2 separate regions of the Anser cygnoides genome follow, and region 1 is linked to region 2. A link is a contact called in public Hi-C data. All regions are on one chromosome and are shown on one strand. The core of a region is the stretch at or near the end of the contact, and the rest is flanking DNA. Distances in the headings are between cores, read along the strand shown.

Region 1 (2,700 bases), core at 132-2,631, 460 kb after region 2:
TAAATATAACGCAAGTCTCCTACAACTTGGTTGTACTGATCTATCAGGTGCTACATAACAAGATTCTATTAGCTTTGCAAAGCAAAATTTGTTATGTTAGCCTATAGGCAGTTCCCAAGGTCAAAGTTCAGTTCAACTTTTACTACAGAGGGAATAATTAGAAGTGACCGGTATTAATGACTTCGTATATCTTTAATTCCATGTAAACCTTCTTAACCTAATACATGACTTAAAGAAGCAAATGCATTATACTGCATTAAAAACACAGATTTTAAAATTAGTGTTTACTGTTAAAACTTATTTAATTAAAAAAATATGTTTAATTAAAAAAAAATAATTTAACTTTTAGTCCTGAGAACACTTTCTATGTCTGAGTATCTCCAGATCTTTAAGTGATCTGGATATATCTACTGTTACCTGAACTGAGTGAGGTAAGGTGATGTTTTATAGCTTCCAAGTGTGACTGCACCATCTTGTATGAAGGACATACATGCTATAAATACACTTTTAAATACCTTTCCTTCGTACAGTTGAAAGGCTTCTTACAGGCGCTGTAATGTATAACTACAGCTGCAACCTTCCACCACAAACATTTCTGCATAGTGAATAATAAATGCTTAAAACAGGGCGTTTAAGAGGTTGCAGAATCTGTGTTCACAACAGTTCAGAGCAATCCCTGTAGTGCCTCGATGCATCTGAATTAAACACCGAGGTGCTCTTTACACCTGAACTGTTCCAACCTCTGATACCTCAGCAGCCAACGGCCTCAGTCCCCGACCAGCGGCCGCAGCCCAAGCCCCGGCGGCGGGCAGCAGCCGCGCCAGGAGGCCCGAGGCCCCCGACAGCGCCGGGGAGGCCGCTCCGGGCCCCGCCGCCGCCATGCTGCGGCCGGCCCCCGGCCCTCCCCTTGCCCCCGCCGCTCACTTGAGGAAGCCGACGTGCTCCTCCCCGTCCACGAGCACCCGGGCCCCCGCGATCCAGTCCTGGGGCTTCACCCCCGGCACCACGGCCCGGCCCTCGATCTTAAACCGCTCCCCGGGGCCCGCGCCTCCCGCCGGCTCCGCTGCCCCGACCGCCTCCGAGCCCCCGGCGCCGCGGAGGAGCGGCGACGCCAACAGCCACAGCAGCGCCAGCGGCACCGCGCCCGACATGGCCGCCGGTGCCGCCATCGCCGCCGCCGCCATGGCCGCCGCCGCCGCCACGGCGCATGCGCCGAGCGCGACGCGACGCGACGCGCCCCTAAGGCTACCCGCACAGAGAGCCGGGCGTTCAGCCCGCTGCGCGTGCGCAACGAACGGCGGGGAAAAAGGGCGGACGCCGCGCGCTTGCGCACACGGGAGGGTGAGGCGCCGGCACTTGGCGTCAGGAGCACTGACCAATAGGAGCGAGCGAGCTGCTGGTTGCGCGCAGGGGGTGGGGCAGGGGGGAGGGCGCTGTCCCCTCAGTCAGCACCGCCTCCAGGGCGGGCTCCGTCTGAGGCGCCCTCACACCCTGCCCACAGCGGCCGGCAGAGCCGTACGTCGCTGCGGCGAGGGTGGCCCCGCAGCCTCTTTTTATTTATTTATTTATTTATTTTTCTTTTCCAGTCTATGAGTAAAAAGCTAAGATGATTTGCTACTGAAAATGTGGCAGGACACAGATGTGAAGTAAAAAAACATAAGCAAATACGTACTGCGTGGGTGCATCTTCAGTTGCAGACGGGTCTATCTAGAATTAACACATTTTAGTTTTAAGTTAAATTCTGTTATCACTTGAATCAAGCACCCCTCCCCCAGGAAAATATTACATAAAAGCTTTCAAAAGCAAGAGAAGATCTGTCACTAAATCAAGGCCTCAAGCGTCTTCCTTCAACCCACCGTATATCAACGTGGTTTGTTTCTGATGCTGAGCAGAAGCTCGCTGACAGTGCCCTAGCACAAAGCGCTCATAGTTTGTGAGCAGTTTCAGTGGAGAAGCCAAGAATATGCTGTAATACCCAGCTTGCCCCCATTTCCCCTTTGCATAGCATGTCCTATTATGTCATGCTTACTCACCGTCACGTTGTGCCTACACCTGCCTCTTTTACCTGTGTTACTTAATGTCAGAGTTAATCACTGAACACATTAGAAATATTATTTAATTATTAAGCATGATTACCTTCAGAGATTATGAGCCTGGCCCTCAGCTGATACTCCATGAAAACACTGTATTACGCCAGACATGATTCTGAAATGTCACTCCATGTGAGTGGAATAATGTGAATTATTTCTCCAGCTCTATCTTTGAGCTGCATATTTCTGTTTTGGATAACTAGGAAGATTAAAGAGGTTTTTCTGTTACATAAAATCACAAAATCTAAGAACACTAGCAGTTTTGGAGGTAAAAACGTAAGAATTCTAGAAATTGATGTTAGAAAGTAGCTTCTCTAAATTACATCACTTTCATTGTCACTTTTTAAAGATTTTGTTAATAAAAGAGGTACTTAAAATCACCAAATGGTAGGATTTGTGTTAAGGAAAGATGGAAACAGTACTATTTCCAGTATAACACCAGAAAGACATCGTTTCATACAGACATCTCATATTACTAGTTTTTATATGCAGTTATGTAGAAATATTACTTCTTAGATATCTTTGAGGAGCTGTATTGGGTTGCTCTCAGACCACATAGAGTGGTCCTACCCCCTAGTTTTAAGGAGTTCTTCAACCATAGATTTGTAAG
Region 2 (2,788 bases), core at 154-2,653:
GCGAGGGGGCCGCTGGCCAAGCTCGGGGGCTTCAGGCTGCGGCTCGGGCCGGCTGCCAGCCATCGGCCCGGCGGGGACACCCGGCTCTTCGGAGCCGTCGCCAGCGCTCCCCTCGCGGGGCTCCTCGGCACGGCCGTCCGGGCTGCCGCGCAAGGGCTGGAAGCCTCTGAGCACCGTCCCTTCCTCGGCGGCAGCCGGCTCCAACCTGGCCGTCAGTCCGAATCGCGTCTTCACGGAAAAAGTGGTGCAAGCGCCTTCTGCCGGGCTCGGCGGCCCCGCGCCCGCTCCCTCCATGCCGGGCCCCGGCGGGGTCAGGGCAGCGGCGGAGGGGCGCGGGCCCGGCGCGGGCAGGCAGCGGCCCGGCCCCGCTGCGGCTGCTTCCGCCCGGCGGCCGCGGCGCCCATGGGGCCCGCGGGGACACGCGGCGAGTCCTCGGCGGCCGCGGGGCCCGGTCCCTGGCACCAAGGGCTCTGGGGCACGGCAGGCGGAGCGGGGTGGCGGTGCGGGGCGCCTAGACGCGCGGGGCGGCCGGGCGGCGGCCGGGCTCTGCCTCCTCGGGGCGGGAGCCGAGCGGGGCGCCTGGCCCGGCGCTGAACGCCCGCGGGACGCCTCGGCACGGCCCTTCCGCTGGGGTCGGGGTCCACCGCCCTACACCCATAACGAAGTCAAGCCCGAGTCAGCCCGAAGCTCCCCGCTGGTGCTGCCGTGCGGAGCTCCAGGTCGCGGCTGCCCAAAGCGAGCCCCGGCGACCGCCCGAGAAGTCGAATCCAAAGGGGGGACGATGGAAAAAAAAAAAAAAAAAAAAAAAAAAAAAAAGCGAGAGCGAGCCTGCCTTCCGATTTGCTGCAGGTTTCATCCGGAATGCAGATCGCAGCCCGCGGGGCCACGGGCAAAAACCAGCGCGCCTGGTTTCGCGTTACTCCCGCCCTGCTGCGCCGAGCACCGCCGGGCACCGCGCCCAGCGCCCCCGAGCCGCCGCCGGGACGGGGCCGGACGGGACCCGGAGCCCGCACCCGGAGCCCGCACCCGGAGCCCGCAGCCGCTCAGGAGCGGGCACTGCGCCGCCCCCGGGCCGGGACTGCTGCGAAAGGACCCCCTCTGCTCACACCTTTCTCTTCTTCTTTGGTAACTTGCTCCCGTGCGGTGCGCGGGTAAGATTGTTTAGTTAACACTGGTGAGTGTACTTGAAGGAAATCTTCACGTCCGCATAACTCGGCATTCAGAGAAGCTGTCAGGGACTCTCTTTACATATGTTTCTTAACACACATGAAAGTGCAAAATACTTAGGCACAGTTGAAATTCAGGAAGTCATTAATGTTCAGGTCAGGTTCCCATCAAAAGTCTTCACTTTTCCTATTTTTGGATCTACAGAGACTGCAGATCTGCAAGAATTTCTAATCGTCTTATCCCCCTGCCTTTAAGAAGTTACTTTACTCAGATTTCCACATCGGTATGTTAGAAATTCAAAGACAGTACTCTGATTTTTGTTGCGGAGGGGTCATTCTGCAGTCAGCCGTTCAGCTGTGCTGAGTAGCCTTGTGTAAACACCAGGCTGAAAGCCGGCCTTCCCAGGCAGATCAACTGTGCTTGGCACCATTGTATCGCATTACAGGAAAGCACTTACTGAAAAGCTGAATGCTACAGACAACAAGCAACAGCTATGTATGCCAACATACTTATGTTTTGGTTTAGTGTTTATGTACAAAAAGCATGTGTTTCCCTTTAAGGATACTATAGAAAGTAAAGTCGTCATAAAGTCAACAGCGAAAGTCATTGGTATCTACTGCAGGAAGCAAGTTTCCCTGAAATCAGATTGTAATACGGAAGGGCTTAGACAATGCCTACTGACACCTTTTCAGTTACAAAGTTGCATACATACCTATAGACAAAGGGTACTGGAATCACTCCCACCTTCACTTGTGATTTAAGCGTAGAACAACATTATCTGCCTTCCTATCTGCCATTTCCTGCACGCAGAAAGCTCTGGACTTGCAACTCTGCTGTGCTTAATCATCAGGGGCAAAGGGAAGGAATGTCCCAATAAGCCATGACTTACTGCCCCTGTTTTCTAGGCTTTATATAGACCAATATCATAAAAGGAAGTGCTGCATAAGGAAAGTCTTTTTCACTCCCTGTGCCAACTTTCTCTTACAATCCTGTGTTAGTAAGACGAGTGGCAGGAAGCTGTCTCAGCACTGGTGAGAATTTCTTCCAAGACCAGACTTCTCTAAGGCAAGTCTACAGCAATTTTAAACTTCAATTTATGACAAAATATTGGGCAAGATTGACCCTACTGAACCAAAATTTTCTACTCATTACATTTAAATTTATACCTATTTTTATATTCAACCACGGGATAATTGTTCAAACAACAATTACTATTGTCCTGATAACTTCTGTGGTTATGCTTGGCATATTTTATATGCATATTTATTTGAGATATGGTTAACTTATGATGGATAAACAGTATTGTATTTTTCAAAAGTAGTTTGGTTGCTCAGTGATCAAAAACCTTCTATGAAGTTGCTCATGTAGCTGTATTTTAAACTAAACATACTTACTAGATAGTGCCAAAATACAACGGGTGACAGCAGGTGTCGGTGACAACACTACACCTACACTTAGATAGAATAAAACTTATGTGTAATGATCTAGGGTGACCAAACTGTAACAGTCTTATGCATATTGTCTGTAAGCAGGTTACTGAAAATAGCCACAATCTAACTATTCTAGATTTTAATAGTATGTATGAAAAGTTCAGTTATATCCCTTATAACTCCATATAAGG

The links. Hi-C and Micro-C count contacts between places; a contact is called where the count stands out from the background.
Region 1: a Hi-C map of liver shows a contact between it and region 2, with 2.8 times the contacts expected there. The contact joins the promoter of EMC7 here to the promoter of FMN1 in region 2. A contact is called at or near these places in 3 of 7 Hi-C or Micro-C datasets (granulosa cells and liver).

Annotation. Positions count from the first base shown.
Region 1 is chr5:27,407,399-27,410,098 of Taihu_goose_T2T_genome, forward strand. EMC7 (ER membrane protein complex subunit 7) reads right to left here and starts at 1,382. Exons shown (of 5, transcript XM_048058709.2): 1 at 925-1,382. The coding sequence starts at 1,184.
Region 2 is chr5:26,949,445-26,952,232 of Taihu_goose_T2T_genome, forward strand. FMN1 (formin 1) reads right to left here and starts at 1,404. Exons shown (of 17, transcript XM_048058754.2): 1 at 1-1,404. The coding sequence starts at 294.